2 separate regions of the Mus musculus genome follow, and region 2 is linked to region 1. Evidence: chromatin contacts called from public HiChIP or PLAC-seq data. All regions are on one chromosome and are shown on one strand. Each heading gives the region's core, a stretch centred on a gene start, on an enhancer-like site or on the middle of the called end of the contact. The rest is flanking DNA. Distances are from core to core; before and after follow the strand shown. Region 1 holds the start of Tmcc2 (transmembrane and coiled-coil domains 2). Region 2 holds the start of Ppp1r15b (protein phosphatase 1, regulatory subunit 15B).

Region 1 (7,723 bases), core at 3,666-6,165:
GAGGCAGCTGGATCTCTGAGTCTGAAGCCAGCCTGGTCTACAGATCAAGTTCCAGTATCCAGGACAGCCAGTGTTACACAGAGAAACCCTGTCTTGAAAAACCTAAAAGAAAAAGGAAAAAAGAAAGAAAGAAAGAAAGAAAGAAAGAAAGAAAGAAAGAAAGAAAGGAAGGAAGGAAGGAAGGAAGGAAAGGGAAAAGGAAAAGGAAAAGGAAAAGGAAAAGGAAAAGGAAAAGGAAAAGGAAAAGGAAAAGGAAAACCCTTTTTATTTCTCAGACTTAACTGCTTTTATAGAAAAAAGAAATGTTCATCTACTCTGGACTTACCTAACCATCTTGGCACTTTTGCCTCTATAGGGAAAAGCATCAGTTGACCAAACTGACTGGGGTGTTAACAAGGACACAGGACGCTGTAACACTCTTATCTTTATTTCCATACATAGTCACCAAGTTAGCAAATGTAATACTAGTGAGGACTGACTTTGTTCTTTATTCTAAATGAGATTTCTATTCAAGGAGCATGTTTAGTAGGTCAAGTCTGCTTTTCTCCTACAACGTGGGGGAGTGAACACATCGCTCCCTTCATTCAGCTTTACTGACGCCAGTCATGTGTTCGGCACAGGCATGTCAGAGATTCATTCACTTGACTCCTCACAATAGCAATGCGAAGAGCCATGCATATGGCTGACCCTGTTCACTTACAGTTGAGAACATAGGTTCATCGATTTGGCTGTCTCAGAATCAGAATTCTCACATAAAGTTTTGGATATGCCCTTCAGGGGATAGGAACTCACAGGAAGACCAACAGAGTCAACTAACCTGGACCTTTGGGACTCTTAGAGTCTGAGCCACCAACCAAAGAACATATGCAGGTGTGCAGCTTGGTCTTCATGTGGGTCCCTAACAATTGGAGTCGGGGCTGTCCCAAAAGTTGTTGCCTATACATGGGGTATGTTTTTCTAGTTGGGCTGCTGTGTCTGGCCTCAGGAGAGGATGCACCTAGCCTCACAGAGACTTGATGGGCCAGGGTTGGGGAATATCCAGGGGGTCCCCACATGCTCAGAGGAAAAAGGGAGGGACCAAGGGAAGAATTGTGGGCAGGGGTAACCAGGAGGGGGCAATGAGTGGGGTGTAAAGTGAATAAGTAAAATTATAATACATTTGACATGACTAACAGGCTTCCCACTATACCATACTTAGTTATAATAAATAGATGTACCAAAACAAAATGAGATATTCTACTCCTATATACCAAACATAGCCTCTTGCTTTGTAAGTCTGCAAAGGTTTGTCCTACCTTAAGTATAAATATATAATTTGCGCTTGTGTTTTCTCAAAGCAACAGAGAACAATAGGAAGACCATCAATCCAATCCTTTAAAGCAGAATTTCAATCAGCAAAATGCTTCCAAGTTGTATGGATCTCAGGTTGCTTGTGTTGTATGGCTAATGAAAATCTGTCACTTGCTTCAACCCAGCTGCTACGGGTCATTTAGGTCTCTTCAATGATGTCACTCCTAAACTTCCTTTGAAGTAGATTGATTGATTGATTGATTGATTGATTGACTGATTGTACGTCCCTTTCAGAAATGGTTGAGATCTATTTGAATTCTATGGATGACATCTATGATAGAGGTCATAGCCTGAAACCTTGTGCCACGCAGTGTCTAGATACTTTATATATATTACTCAACACTCTAAGAGGTAGATAGCCATTACCCCAATTTCCAAATAACTAAGAAACTTGGACACGGATTAGGGATGGAGGTGTAGTTTAGTGGTAGAACATATGCTTAATATGTGTGAATCTCTGGGTTCAAGTCCCAGTAGCTCACCCTGAAAAGAAGGAAAACAAAGAGGATTTTTATGAAACACACCAAAGACTTCCTGTTGATGTATTTCACACCTTGGACATTGTTATGGCTATTCCTGGCTGTCAACTTAACTACATCCGGAATGAACTATAACCCAGAGCTGGAGGGCACACCTGTGATCCAGATCTTGAGGCTGGAAGACAAAAATTTCTGACCCAGATCTCAACATGGGATGACACACACCTTTGATTCAGATCTTGAGGCATAGTGGCCATGAAAAGCTTAGGTTCATGCAATGTGGTACAAGCCTTTAATCCCAGAAGACTGAGGAAAGCAGGTCTCTGAGTTCAAGGCCAGCCTGAGACAGAGCAAATTCCAAATCCAGGCGTGGTGGCACACCATTCCTCCTCCTGAAGGCTCCATAAGGTTGGAAGACAGAAGACTCACTCTTCATCATCTGCTTGCACTTACTTGCCAGCACATCTGCTGGAGCCTACTTCTTCAGGATTCCAGCTTATACAGAAGACAAGCTGAAGCAACCATCCTCCTGGGACTGAGCAACTACCAGATTCTTGGACTTCCTATTCACCGCTGACCATTGTTGGGTTAGTTGGATTGTAGACTGTAAGTCATTCCACTACATTCCCTTAAGAACATTCCACAAGTTCTATGACTCTTGAGAACCCTGGCTAACACAGACATAATAAATACATAATACTATTTTAAAAATCAAACCTAAGCCAGATGCTTCTAATTTCAACCCTCAGAGGCTGATTCAGGGAGATTACAATTTAGAGGCTACCCTGAGCTATTCATAGTGAAGCACTGCCTCAAAATCAAACTTGGATGATCATCGATTTGTTATAGAAATGAAGCATAAGTAAAAATTATGATGTTTTCTGCTTCCTAGGGGTTATTTAATTTTCTGTTATGAATTTATTTACTGTATTTTCATATGTACAAGTGCTTTGCCCACATGTATGACTATGCACCACGTGTGTGCCTGATGTTTAATGCTCAGGCAGCCTGGAAGAAGTGGTCAGAGAAAATGTTAGGTTCCCTGGGACGGAAGTTGTTAGCTGCTATTTGGGCACTGCTATTTCGAACCCAGGACCTCTGGAGGAGAGCCCAGTGCTCTTAACTGCTGAGCCATATCTCCAGCCCCATTCTTGAAGGATTCTCGAAGAACCCCTTCTGCTCTTCTTTAGCTTGGAGTCAAGAAGGGCCCACTGTGTGTTCCAAACCCATTGCCACCCAAGACTTGCTCATGCTTTAGGGGCCTCTACACGTTCCTCTCTCAGCCCAGGCAGAGAGCAGTGTGTTTCTCTCCTTTGTACCATGTACCGAGGGAATCTGCTCTCCACGCCCCCCCCCCAGCTTGTCTAGTCCCTGCCCACGATCTGCTCTGGCTCTGGCACTCTGCCATTCCTCAACATTGAAAATCCAAAAGGCTTATAGCTTTGCATTCCCAAACTGTGCCTGATACCGTGTAGTGGATATGGGGTGGGGAGGTAGAGTGTTTTTGCATTCCCAGCCCATTCTAAATTCCCATCTTCTAAAAACAGAGCAGCTTAGTTTAGAAAGTGGCTCCCTGAATAGAGTAAATTCTTAACAACTTGGTCTCTTTTAGGATACACATCAAAATAAGGGACTGGAATGGGGGAAAGGCTTAACAGAGTTAGGAAACTCACAGACTAGTGGGACCGAAGTGAGGCAAGAAGGGTTTGGTGAGTGTGAAAGAGACTGGCAAACTGTAAAATCCTTCAGAGAAAGCTCTGTGACTCACAGGGGGAGGCGCAGCCTTTTACAGTAGCCCAGGCCTGTGTTTCTCAGATGTTACCTTGTGTGAGAATTACCCGACGGGCTTGTGAAACATGGATCTTTGGGTCCATGACTTCTGATTTAGTTGTATCCAGGAATTCGTATTTCTGTCTGGTTCCCTGGTGGTGGTGATGATGATGATGACTACGATGGTGATGATGCAGGGTCCAGTCTATGCCTTAAGAACTACTGGATGCTGAATAAGGGCAACCCATCCATGCCAAAGAAGGCATACAGTTTGCAGAACGAATAGGAATTAATAGAGTAGAATACTACTACTCTCCATTTTTTGGTAGCTCCATCTGCTCTCATCTTCCAAACTGCTTAGCAATAGTATGGGGCAAATGTAACATTCTTTTTCCAGTCTTCAGTACATATCATTAATACCTACCATTAATACCCATTCCTTTTAAAAAGCTGCTTCTGGTGAGCATGTATTTGGGCACTGAGTTTCTAAACATAAAGCCTGCGTTCTTATGAGATGTGTATTTAAAACAGAGAAAGAGGGGATGTAGCAGAACAGTCCCTCTCCTTTGCTTTTGTAGCTATGAAGGTAGGCATGGGTTTGCGACCCAAACCACCTATTCTAGAAGGGACTAGCTTGTCTCTAACTGAAGGGATGCATATAATATAAGGTGCAGAGTTAGGGGAGTGATGATAAACACTTAATGTGTCCCCCAACAAAGCGAATGGGCGGGGTGATCGTGAAGGCCTAGCCTGGGAGAGGTGGCTCCAAAGCCGGCACAGAGCTGAGCTCCAACACAGCCTCAGCCCTCCAGACCCTCCCGGGGGACGCGCGGTGCAACCAAGCCTACAGCGGTGTCCGCGCGCCGTTGCGCAGCCCTCCGGCCTTCCCATTGGCGGGCGGCGCCATCTGCGCTCGCCTCGCCCTGGCGCTGGCGGGCGGAGGCCCGGGCGGGGTAGGCCGCGCTCGCGGCGGGCTGTGGCCGCAGCCTTGCGCGGCTGCTGACGAGGAGCGGGGCGCGGGGCGGGAGGAGGCAGGCCCATGCGGGGCGGCGGCGGGCGGCGGGCGGCGGCGGGGCCGGGTGCCCAGGGCGGCCCTATGGGACCCGCCCGGCCGGCTCCCGCGTGCCCTGCCTGGCCCAGCAGTCCGGCCTGCGGGCGGGGATGCGCGGTGTGGTCCAGCTCCCCGCCGCCCTGCGGGGCCCTGAGGCAGAAAGTTTGGGGGTCGGGAGCGGCCCCCCTCCCGCGCCAGTGACTGCCTAAGGACCGCTGCAGCCCGGCTTCGCCCGCGACCTGCCTCCGCTCCCCAGGTCGGAATGAACTATCCTAAGGCTCCCCCTCTTCGCCCCTCCCTCATCCTCCTTTAAAAAGATAATTTCTTAAATTCAAGAACTCGTGATCTGCCTACTCCCCTCGTCCATAATTTAAACCCCAGGTCTTTTGAGTGCAAGAGGGGGGTGCGGTCTCTCCCCAAGATAGCACGCTAGAAGGACAGATTCCCCTTGCCGACCCACTTACACCATGAAGAGGTGCAAATCGGACGAGCTGCAGCAACAGCAGGGCGAGGAGGATGGGGCTGGGATGGAAGACGCTGCTTGCCTTCTGCCAGGCGCGGACCTCCGGCATGGGGAGGCCTCGAGTGCTAACTCCGCTGGCGGGCCAACTTCAGATGCTGGCGCTGCGGTGGCACCCAACCCGGGTCCCCGAAGCAAGCCTCCTGATTTAAAGGTGAGCGCAGACCGTCTCCAGGCAAGCCCAGCCCGCCACGTAGCTTCCCCCACCCCTCGCAGAAGTGTCTTAACCGAATAAAAGTGATGGGGAAGCTCGCAAAGGTCAGAGAGGATGAATGATGTTCGGCTAGGTTCGGAGGGGGAAGCTAGGCACCATTTGTTCCTGTCTATCAGCTCCATCTCAGTCCTCTGTGTTCTTCATTATTCAGCAAACGTTCTAATGACTCACTCATCTGAGATTGTTTGAAGAACGTGTGTGAAACCCTATTTTGCAGACAAAGGGCTGGCGAGATCTAAGATGCTAACTTAGAAAGTTCACAGTACTCTCCCTTCTGTAGGAAGGCTAGAGAAGAAGATTGTAGCTTGGGAAGCTAAATAGGTGACCGTTACCTTCCTATGCCAATTAGCCTCCTCCGAGTGCGGATTTTTTTTTTTTTTTTTTTTTTTGAGCATCTTCCTGAACGAAGCTCAGTTTGTCCATCTATGAAAGGGGGGTGTAGATGTCTTGCCGTTAGGTGGAGCCAGAGGTTAAGCTAGTGCTTGGAGATCCCTCTCTGCCTCCTGAACCAACCCCCAGGGTGGAGAACTGACAGGTGGCAGGGCAGAGCCTGGGCTGATTGGGGCCTCGGTTCAAGTTGCACACATGCTGAGCCGGCAGCTAGAACCAGAATTGGAAAGGACCGTTCACATGGAGCTGTTTATTTTCCAGCCCGAGGTCTTCCAGACTATTGGCGAGCTGTATTGAATACATCTCTGTATCAATTACAGCAGCAGCCAGGATAAATAATGCGCCTTTGCTGGAGTTACCATCGGGACTGCCAGCTCAGGCTCCTTAGGCCAGCTCACAACTGGGCTGAGAGAGATGTCAGCTCCCGGAAGGAACTTAAATGCCTTGGGGATTGATGCCTTGGAAATTTTCTCCGGAAAGGGTGCAGGGTCTGGGATAGGGGAGCAGAAAGGCCTCCCGTTAGGTTAAAGCCTTGTCCAAATGGCTGTGGGCCCCGGAGGAGCTCACTAGAATAAGCTAATGACATTCCTTCTTTGGTCTGAGCAGCTCAAAGTCAGGAAGCCAGGTGAGTGCATGTGTGCTTTATGTGTGTGTGTGTGTGTGTGTGTGTGTGTGTTGTCCCTTGGGGAAGAGAGCCCACTCACTCCTTGTGGGACTTTTAAATTTTTGTGGAAGTTTTGCAAACCTGACCTCTTTCCACCCACCTTATGTGTAATGATGGACTAGTTGAACACCTAGGCTTTCTTCACAAAGCTTGTGATTCCCTCAGGCTCCAAGAAGTGTCACTCCCTCCCCCAAGTGACATGTTTTTTGTTTTAACTGAGATGGTAAGTCCCTTTAATGCTGCCGAGAGGAACAGGGGGTGACCTTTCGACCTCCCTCTGCTGGCTGTGCTAAGGGGGCTGTAGTTTCTGTGTCTATAAAGCTGCCCAAGGCTCCTTGTCTGTACCCTCCTGTGTCATCTTTTTTGATGACATTCATTTTGAACAGGGGCAGATAGAGCGATAGCACTGCACTTGACTACAATATGTTAACCGCTGAGCCGTCCTGAGGAGGAATTGAGAATTGAGGACCCTTACACACACACACACACACACACACACACACACACACACACTTCTATATAGCCCAGGCAGTGTGGATCCAAGCTTATGCAAGCACGGGGAGACTCACAGAGCACTTGCCTGTTTATCTCTGTCTGTCTCATCACAACATGTTTACTGCAGGACAGAGACCTCTCTACCAGATGTGACTCAGGGCTACCAAAATGTGACATGTCACTTAACTTTTCTGAAGAAAGGAACAAGGGATATTGGAGTGTGGCTAAACTTGTTTTCCAGTGCTGGACAAGTTTCCCATGGCTGACAGTTTAGTGGAAAAATTTCATCATTGTCTCTGGAACTGGGTGGGGGCTGACTTGTTCTGAATTTGACAATGATACCAAGAGGAAATGCGTTTGCTTTTTAATCTGGAATGCCTTTCCCGTGCCTGTGTTTAGTTGATGCTGTTCAGGAGCTCTGGCTTGCTTTTGCTTTCATTTTGAACTTGGAGATAGGAACTTTCAGTCCCTTAGTCCCACTTCTATTTTCTTGTGACAGCTCCAGGCATGGGGACTGATTGTGTGTCAATGGAGACAGTCATCTTGATTGTTGAGCAAGGAGCGAAGGCATGGAAAGCTCTGTCTAAAGCACCTCCATAGCAGGAGAGAAAGAGGAGAATCTGGTCTTTGCTAGAGATCTGAATGATGCCCGGCTAGTGATGCTCAGCAGTGTCAGGGGCTTCGGCTATCTCTGGTCCTTCAAGGATGATCATACTGCACGATGTGCATTTCTTGGCTTATTTTGTGTGGAGGTTGGGGTAGGGGTGGATGTCCTGAGATCATAACCAGC
Region 2 (7,723 bases), core at 3,689-6,188, 740 kb before region 1:
GACCAAATGCCAAACTTTTTTCAAAGAACTTTACAGACTTCCTCATTTAAGCCCCATGGGGACCCCATGAGCTATGAACCGGTCGGTATTAGCCCCACTGTACAGGCAAGGAACCAGATGCCAGTGAGCAGCTGGAGTCCCACAGCATCTAAGTGCTATAACCAGGATTCCAAAGTCTACAATCTGCTGTTTTGTCAGAACACAAAGTATTTCACACTCCACGATCCCAAGCCTCCCCCTAAGACAGAATTAAAGAGGGCTGGCAAGATGGTTCAGCGGGTAAGAGCACTGACTGCTCTTACGAAGGTCCCGAGTTCAAATCCCAGCAACCACATGGTGGCTCACAACCACCCGTAATGACATCTGACACCCTCTTCTGGTGTGCCTGAAGACAGCTACAGTGTACTTACATATAATAAATAAATCTTGAAAGAAAAAAAAAAGATTTAAAAAAAAAGAATTTTAATTAATGTCAGGTAGCCAAGGGCTGTAAACTAACTACCATAGCTAGACACAACCTCTTCCAAGTTTTGATTCTAGTTCATAGTCTACCGTTCTAAACTAAACTGAGACATGAGGTTGGCCTCAGTTATTCAAAGGCATGAAAACGAATTATGAGGTCGTGTCCCGTCCCGTCCCCCCCCCCCCCCCACCAAGACAGGGTTTCTCTGTATAGCCCTGGCTGTCCTGGAACTCACATTGTAGACCAGGCTGGCCTCAAACTCAGAAATCCACCTGCCTCTACCTCCCGAGTGCTGGGATCAAAGGCGTGCGCCCACCACTGCCCGGCAAATTATGAGTTTTATTCTCATTTGTGTTTTGGTAACTTGGGCTGGAGGTGTAGCTAGCTTAGTGGCAATGTGAATGTTTAATATGCAACTGGTTCACAATTTCAATGCCCAGTATCACAAGACAAAACAATCTTGCAACTCTTCTACAGCAGATCTTATACTCCCACTAGGGAAGGAAGCAGATCAGGGCTGTGAGATCAGGGCTGTGAGAGCTCACTGAAGTCTAGTCTGGTAGCCCTATCCCGCCCAGCTCCATCGCATCGCTAACTTCGGGCAGGGCAGAGTGGAGTAGAGCAGAGAGCTCTCCAGAGCCAAGAACTCACAGCACTACTCCACTGTTTCCTGCTTGTGCCCTCAATAGCTGTCTATCCTGAAGAGTATAAGGAGTGCTGATCAAACTTCATTATAAATATTTATAATTATAAACAAGCAAATATAGAGGCTTTCTATACCACTCTAAAATTTATTTTTTAGCATGCCTTATGCCTCTATAGACAAGACGTAAGGTTACTACCATTTGGATATGTCCAAGAATAGTTTTTAAAAAGCTAGGCCTGGCTGGGCGGTGGTGGCACACGCCTTTAATCCCAGCACTTGGGAGGCAGAGGCAGGTGGATTTCTGAGTTCGAGGCCAGCCTGGTCTACAAAGTGAGTTCCAGGACAGCCATGGCCATACAGAGAAACCCTGTCTCCAAAACCCAAAAAAAAAAAAAAAAAGCTAGGCCCTTCAGACCCAGGAGCTCGCTCGCTCACACACTGTCCCTGACAGGCACTGGAGCTGCAGAATAGTTCAATGATAACTCACTCACTCACTGCTTTCTCTTTCCAAATGAAAGCCTAAGAAACTCCCTCAACAATAGAAGACATCTTTGTATCAAATAGTAACCCAGCTGAGTAAGCAGTGAGAAGCTAGGCAGCTCAAAGGACTCTGAACTCCAAGCAAGCTCAACCAAAGGACTGCCCGGTGAAGTTTTAAACAAGCCGGGAGGCTCACAATCATCCCTGCACTCGGGAAGCTTGAGACACCAGGCTCAAAGGCCAGCTTGGACTTCACAGTGAGGTCTTGTGTTACATAAGAGACCTAAAAAACAAACTGGGCTGGAGGTTCCGGACAGCTGGGAACACAACTGACTGCAGGAAAGCCAGGTGTATGCCCCACCCCCACCCCCTTTTTGAGATAAGGTCCTGCTCATGTATCTTTAGCTAGTCTGGAACTCACTAGGTAGACCAGGCTAGACTCCAAAACTCCAGAACACCCACCTGCTTCTAAAGTACTGGAATTACAGGCACACACCACAGTACCACTTTCAGGGCAAACAACTGAACAAACCTAATTTGCTGCTTGCTAGTGTTATTCCTCTGGATTCCAATGGATAGGAATAAGGACACTGTAGCCATGAAAATAAAACATTATATACTTTCAAATAAAACACATGCAAAACCATTTCTAACTTTCAGGTTCCACCAACCAAAATGACACCCCTGCTAACATCTAATACTGGCACCTTTCATTTGGAGAAGAACATTTCTCTATATTGGGAAGAAGGATCACACTGGAGTATTTCTCAATTCAAGAACACCAGCTCAGATGCCTTCCTCAAAAATGTGCACAACTGTGCCTCCAGAGGCAAAGTCATGCTGCTATAGTAACCATATCAAAATAGAGCAAGTTATTAGTCATGTAAAAGGGAACAAACCTTTTTTCTCTTGATATGGGTGTATCTTTCTCCAGCAAGAGCCTCACCCAGCCCACAGCCTGGACAATTATCTTCTTGGCTCTCTAACAGCTGGGCCTTACAAGAAAGTAAGGTATGATGGCCAGAGAAGGCCACTGTAGCCTCAGAAGAGGCCTTTGAGTCCTGACGGCCTTTCCAATTCTTCCCTGACGGTTGAAAAGGAGCCTTAAAATTTAAAAGGTTGTAGGGGTCCTCAGAATGACAGAAAGAGTTCCACAATTTAAGATTCTCTGCTTCATCTGCACTCGGTTCCCAGTCATCTTCCTCCCCGGAACTATGGTCGGGGGTCTCCGGAAGGGGTCCCTCCTGACAGCTCCCTACACCACAGCTGCCAGACCAGGATGTCCCTGAATCTGATGGGTCTCTGGGGGCAATTCTGGCAGCCGTCTGAATCGTGGCTGTAAAGTTTTGGGGGTTGTAAGGATCTACACTGTGGAAAGAGTTCCAAAGGTGAAGGCCTTCCGAGTCCTGTTCCACGTCTGATTCAGACAGGGAGCCATCGCTATCAAAGCCATCGTCCTCAGGTTCCTCGCCCCAATCCTCACTTTCAGAATCAGAGCTGGCTTCCAAGTCACTGGGGGCGCCTCCCAAAATATAATCTATCAGTTTGTTGCTACAAACTGGTCTGGTAGAAACAGGAAGGCTCTCTCCTCTATCTGAGAGGTCAGTTGCATTAGTGTGGTCCTCTTCACATTCTTTTTCCACGGGTAATTCACAAAACAGACTGCTTCCCTGGGGGCTCTGTGAAACTTCTTGAATCACCAATTCTGGTTTTTTCTCAGTGGGCTCCGGCCTGTCTGCAGCAGGGGACACCGCCTGTGCTGGGTTATCTGTGCAATGTTGTGGGTCCATCCGGAGAAGGTTATGTTCCTCCTCCAGGCTATGATAGCCATTATCTTGGTCAGGGGTGGGTAACTCTTGCCCTTTGTTAGCCTGGAGGAATTCTAGCCGTTTCATACGAAGGTGGTGGATTTCCGGCAGGCCTTCTGTAGAGAGAGGCGGACACCTTCTCCAGGCGGTTGCCGACATCTCTGCCCGCAACGGCTGAGGGTGACAACCATCTTCAGAAAGATAGCAGCTCTCTGGGGTTAGTGTTCGGAAACCCACAAACTGGCCACCTCCAGCGCTGCTCTGACAGCGCAGCCCTAACTGGGGAAGGTAGTCCAGGTAGGAAGGGTTCAGGAGATAGGAAACTACCTTGAAATTACCTAAGCTCTGAACGCTCAGAGGCCCAGAGGATGAAGAGTCAAGTTCTCGGTGGGAGACTAGACCAGCTTGAAGGCTACTGGGCAGCAACTCCACTCCCCACAGCTGCTGCTCCAGGAGGAAAGTGGGCGCTGCAGAGTCTAAAGCTCTTTCCTGGGCCTTGAGTTTTAACTCCAGGTCTGAGGACGAGCACTGCCACTGGAGTCCCTCCTCTAGCCAATCAAGAGAACTGACAACCAAGTCTTCCGAAGAGTCCAGCCGCAGTGAACTCAGAGACTTCTGCACCGTGGGAGCGGCAGATTCCTCCCGTCCTCTCAAAGCTCTCAGGGCGCTGTAACTTGCGGCAAAATCTAGCCATCTGGTAGGAATCAGGCCCCCGAAAAGCTGGCTCCAAAGCAGCAGCTTCTGGAATAGGCTAGGGAGCAGGGCAAGGAGCTGAGAAAGCAATTTGGTCCAGTACCTGGTCCGACGCTCGGGCAGAGCGGAGTTCCCGGGATTTTGTCGAGAGGAAGGCGGCGGGAACTCCGAAGAGCAGGCGTGCGATCGCCGAAGGAAGGGCAGCCGGAACCAGGAGCCCAGCCGAGGGCCAGGCCGCTTCCGGGCCCTGTGCGTTCCTGTCTCCATCTCCTTTCCTTGGCGGCTTCTCAGACAGGAGGAGGACAGAGCTCAGCGGCGTCAGCGCAGGCTGGATCCGAGGTCTACACAGTCTCCGCCTTGCCCAGCCACGGAGTGGGTACTGCAGTCCGATTCCCGCGCCGGCAGAGGAGGCCCAGAGAGCGGCGGCTTCCGCAACGAGTGCTGCACCGGACGGCCCAGAGGCCCGCGCAAGCGGTGGCGACCGCGGTTAGGTCCATCCCGGCTAGGGAAGGAGACGTCCTAGGCCGTGTGAGATCGCTCCACCATAGAGAAGACCCTCCCTCGCGCGGCGGCGACGGAGACGACGGCGGCGTTTCCGGTGGCCCGCACGGAGGCGCGAAACGCCAAGGCGGAAAGGGTGGCTGGGTGGCAGGCGAGGGCGCAAAGAAGCGAAGCTCAAAATGGCCGCAGCCGCACACCCGGAAGCTGCAGGGCGAGACGGAGGACCGAGGGCGTCTACTCCCTACCGCCCAGCGGCGCCTCACGTCATTCGCCGAACCCCCACCCTTGCCTCCCGAGAGGCGGACTTGCCTCACCCTCGTGCGTGGCCTCTGATTGGCCGCGTCTGTGGTCCCTGTCGGCTTCCTTACTCGGGGTAGAGCGGGGCTCGCACGCGGCGAGTTGCATCAGCCGGACCTAGGATGTACGCTTGCGCAGTCAGTTCATTCTGGTCTCCTAGGAGACTCCGCGCCCCACCCTCTAGGTCAAAGGGAATGGCTGGGGAGGTGAGTGGGTTTCAAGAGAACCCGAGAATTCTCCCGAGCCCTTTTTTATGGATCCGATTGCTAGGCAAATTATCCGCTTATCTGACACGTGTATCGGTCTTCTCCTATTAAGGGCGTAGGAAGACTGGAGTGAAACGATGTAGGCAGTGCTGTATAACCAACTCGCCTGGTGCTAAGACACACATCATCCCTAGTGAATCATAGTGAAACTGAATCACTCACACATTCCTGTCCCCTCTGCTTTAGGATTTCTAAGTCTCTAGCATTGCCTGTGATCTAATTTGGACATCTTTCAGGGTCCATTTGACAAAATACCCCTCAGAAAGAAAAACGCGGTGTTACTAGCAAGCTGAAGTCACAGGTGGGAAGATAACTGTTAACTAACTCAGAAACAGCGCGTTCAATTCACTTATTTCCTCAGTAACAAGAGCCACAGAGTAGAGCATCCGGCGAAGGATAACACATTGGTGACTTTTGTCCTCTGAAAAATATTGGCTGATTAATTTTAATTACTGTAATAAGGGGAGGATTTTGTTTGTTTGAAACAGATTTTACTATGAAGCTCAGGCTGGCCTCAAACTAACCACAATCTTTCTGCCTCGGCCTTCCAACCAAGTACTGGCTGATTTATCTCTTACTAGTTTGGTTTCTTTCTTCCTTTTTTATTTTTATTTTTTTCTTTTCTTACTTATCTATTTATTTGTTTATTTGAGGCCGGGTCTCTCTACAGAGCCCTGACTGTTTGGAACTGGCGATGTAGACCAGGCTGGCCTTGAACTTATTAGTTCTGTCTCTTCCTCTCCAGCAAAGAGATTAAAGGCATGCACCACCATGCCTGGTCTTTAGTTCACTTTCTTATTCTCATTTTAATCCACAATGCAAAGACCAAGTGGCTATCACAGAGCGTAGTGGTTACACTAAGGAGGAGAATCTTGCTGCCCTGGGGGAGGGTCAGCTGATCCTCATGACTTGTTGAGCAAGGAACAAGCTCTTTCTTCCCTGAAACCAAGAGTTTTTACTGTTTACGCCCCCACAACATCTTATTACTTGTGTCTGGCAGTAACTGGTTTCTTAATCCTAAAAGCTTTAGGAAAACGTAATTAGCAATGAGTCGTTTTTTTCATAGTAGCAGGAGGTCCGAGTATGCAAATAAGTTACTTCGGGCTTCAGTTCCTTTTGGGGTGAAGCCGAGAGGATCATCTAACCGCTGGGTGAGGGGCTGTATCCCCAGGCAGAGAGGGTAGGAACACAAACACTAGCTAATATTCTGCTCTCGTTCTTCTTTACAATCCTCCATTGTTTACCACTGCCTACAAAATAAAGAAAGGCTCTGTTCAGCCTGCGCTGCCCGAATGCTCTCCAGCCTTCGCTTCTGCGGCTCCTCCTCTGGAGCACAGGACTTGTCCTTCCTCCGAGCGTTAGAGGAAAGACCTCACCTTTTCTTGTGGTGTATACCTACTTACACTCCCAGTTTCAACTTGAAGGTCAAGGTCTGCTTGAGGCCTCAATGGCCCTACGGGTCAGAATCTGTTGCTCCTTTTCAAGGCTGATTCACGCCTTTTAGTGGCGTTTAACAATTTGCACCAGCCCTTCCTGTAAATGTACCCTCCAGTCCAGGCAGTAATGAAAGAACTGTACCAACGTTTCAATTTCCCAATGAGGAGGAACTGTTCTCTGTAGAAAGTTCCCCTAAGTTGGTTTTTAAATGACACATTAGAATCTCTGTGCGATTCCTTTTTAATTGTTTGTTTCGTTAGTTCAGAATTTCTTCCATTTGTGTAATATGTTTTTATCGTGTTCTCTTCCTGTGATCCTGAGCAGGTAATTATCGCTCAAGTCATGGTTCCAGTGCCTTTTTTGTCTCTTGTTTTTGCCTTGTTCTGAGACTCTGACCTCAGGTCTCATGCTAGTACCCCAAGCTCTTTCCCCACCTCCTCAACCCCTAGGTCAGAATGTCTTAAAAATTCTCCACAGTCTCTTTTCACCAAGACAGTTTTATGTGATCACAGGTAATGGTATACAAGACAAACATTTACTGATAATGACTCATAAATTTAGTTTAAAACAATTTTATATACCTATAGTTATACCATTTATTAAAGGCATAAGTAAATTTGTATACTAGTAAAATGAAGGGCTAGAAAGACAGCTCAGCAGTTAAAAGCACTGGATGCTCTTTTAGAGAACCTGGGTTCAATTCCCAACACCCACAGATTTACTCACAGCTGTCTGTAACTCCAGTTCCAGGGGATCCAAGGCCTTCTGGCCTCCTCTAGCATACATATGGTGGACAGTCATGCATGCAGACAAAACAAAACAAAACAAATACATATTATAAAATAAAAGAAAAACCTAATAAATGGATGTGACAAAATTTACATATGCTTGGCTAAATGTTTAATACTGTAAGATCCACAAGATTGTCTATTTATGAGTTTATTTATTTTTTTAGAGAAGCTTAAAGAGAATAAATTTATACATAAATACCGCAAGGATTAGCACACTTCATCTGATGAGATAAGTTTCTTTCCTAGTTAAGTAAATGATGGCAGGTGATTGATATTTTATAATCACCAATGCTTGGAAAGTCCTTCACATAAATACAGTAGAACAAAATGGCTGCAGTATG

The links. HiChIP or PLAC-seq counts read pairs in DNA pulled down with a chosen protein or histone mark.
Region 2: a contact with region 1 is called in an H3K4me3 HiChIP or PLAC-seq map of bone marrow-derived macrophages, with 4 times the contacts expected there. The contact joins the promoter of Ppp1r15b here to the promoter of Tmcc2 in region 1. A contact is called at or near these places in 1 of 39 promoter capture datasets (cranial neural crest), 1 of 484 Hi-C or Micro-C datasets (the G1E-ER4 cell line) and 2 of 115 datasets of contacts at active chromatin or transcription factors (bone marrow-derived dendritic cells and bone marrow-derived macrophages).

What each region holds. Positions count from the first base shown.
Region 1 is chr1:132,388,578-132,396,300 of GRCm38.p6, reverse strand. Tmcc2 (transmembrane and coiled-coil domains 2) reads left to right here and starts at 4,915. Exons shown (of 5, transcript NM_178874.3): 1 at 4,915-5,324. The coding sequence starts at 5,118.
Region 2 is chr1:133,128,381-133,136,103 of GRCm38.p6, reverse strand. Ppp1r15b (protein phosphatase 1, regulatory subunit 15B) reads right to left here and starts at 4,938. Exons shown (of 2, transcript NM_133819.3): 1 at 2,489-4,938. The coding sequence starts at 4,357.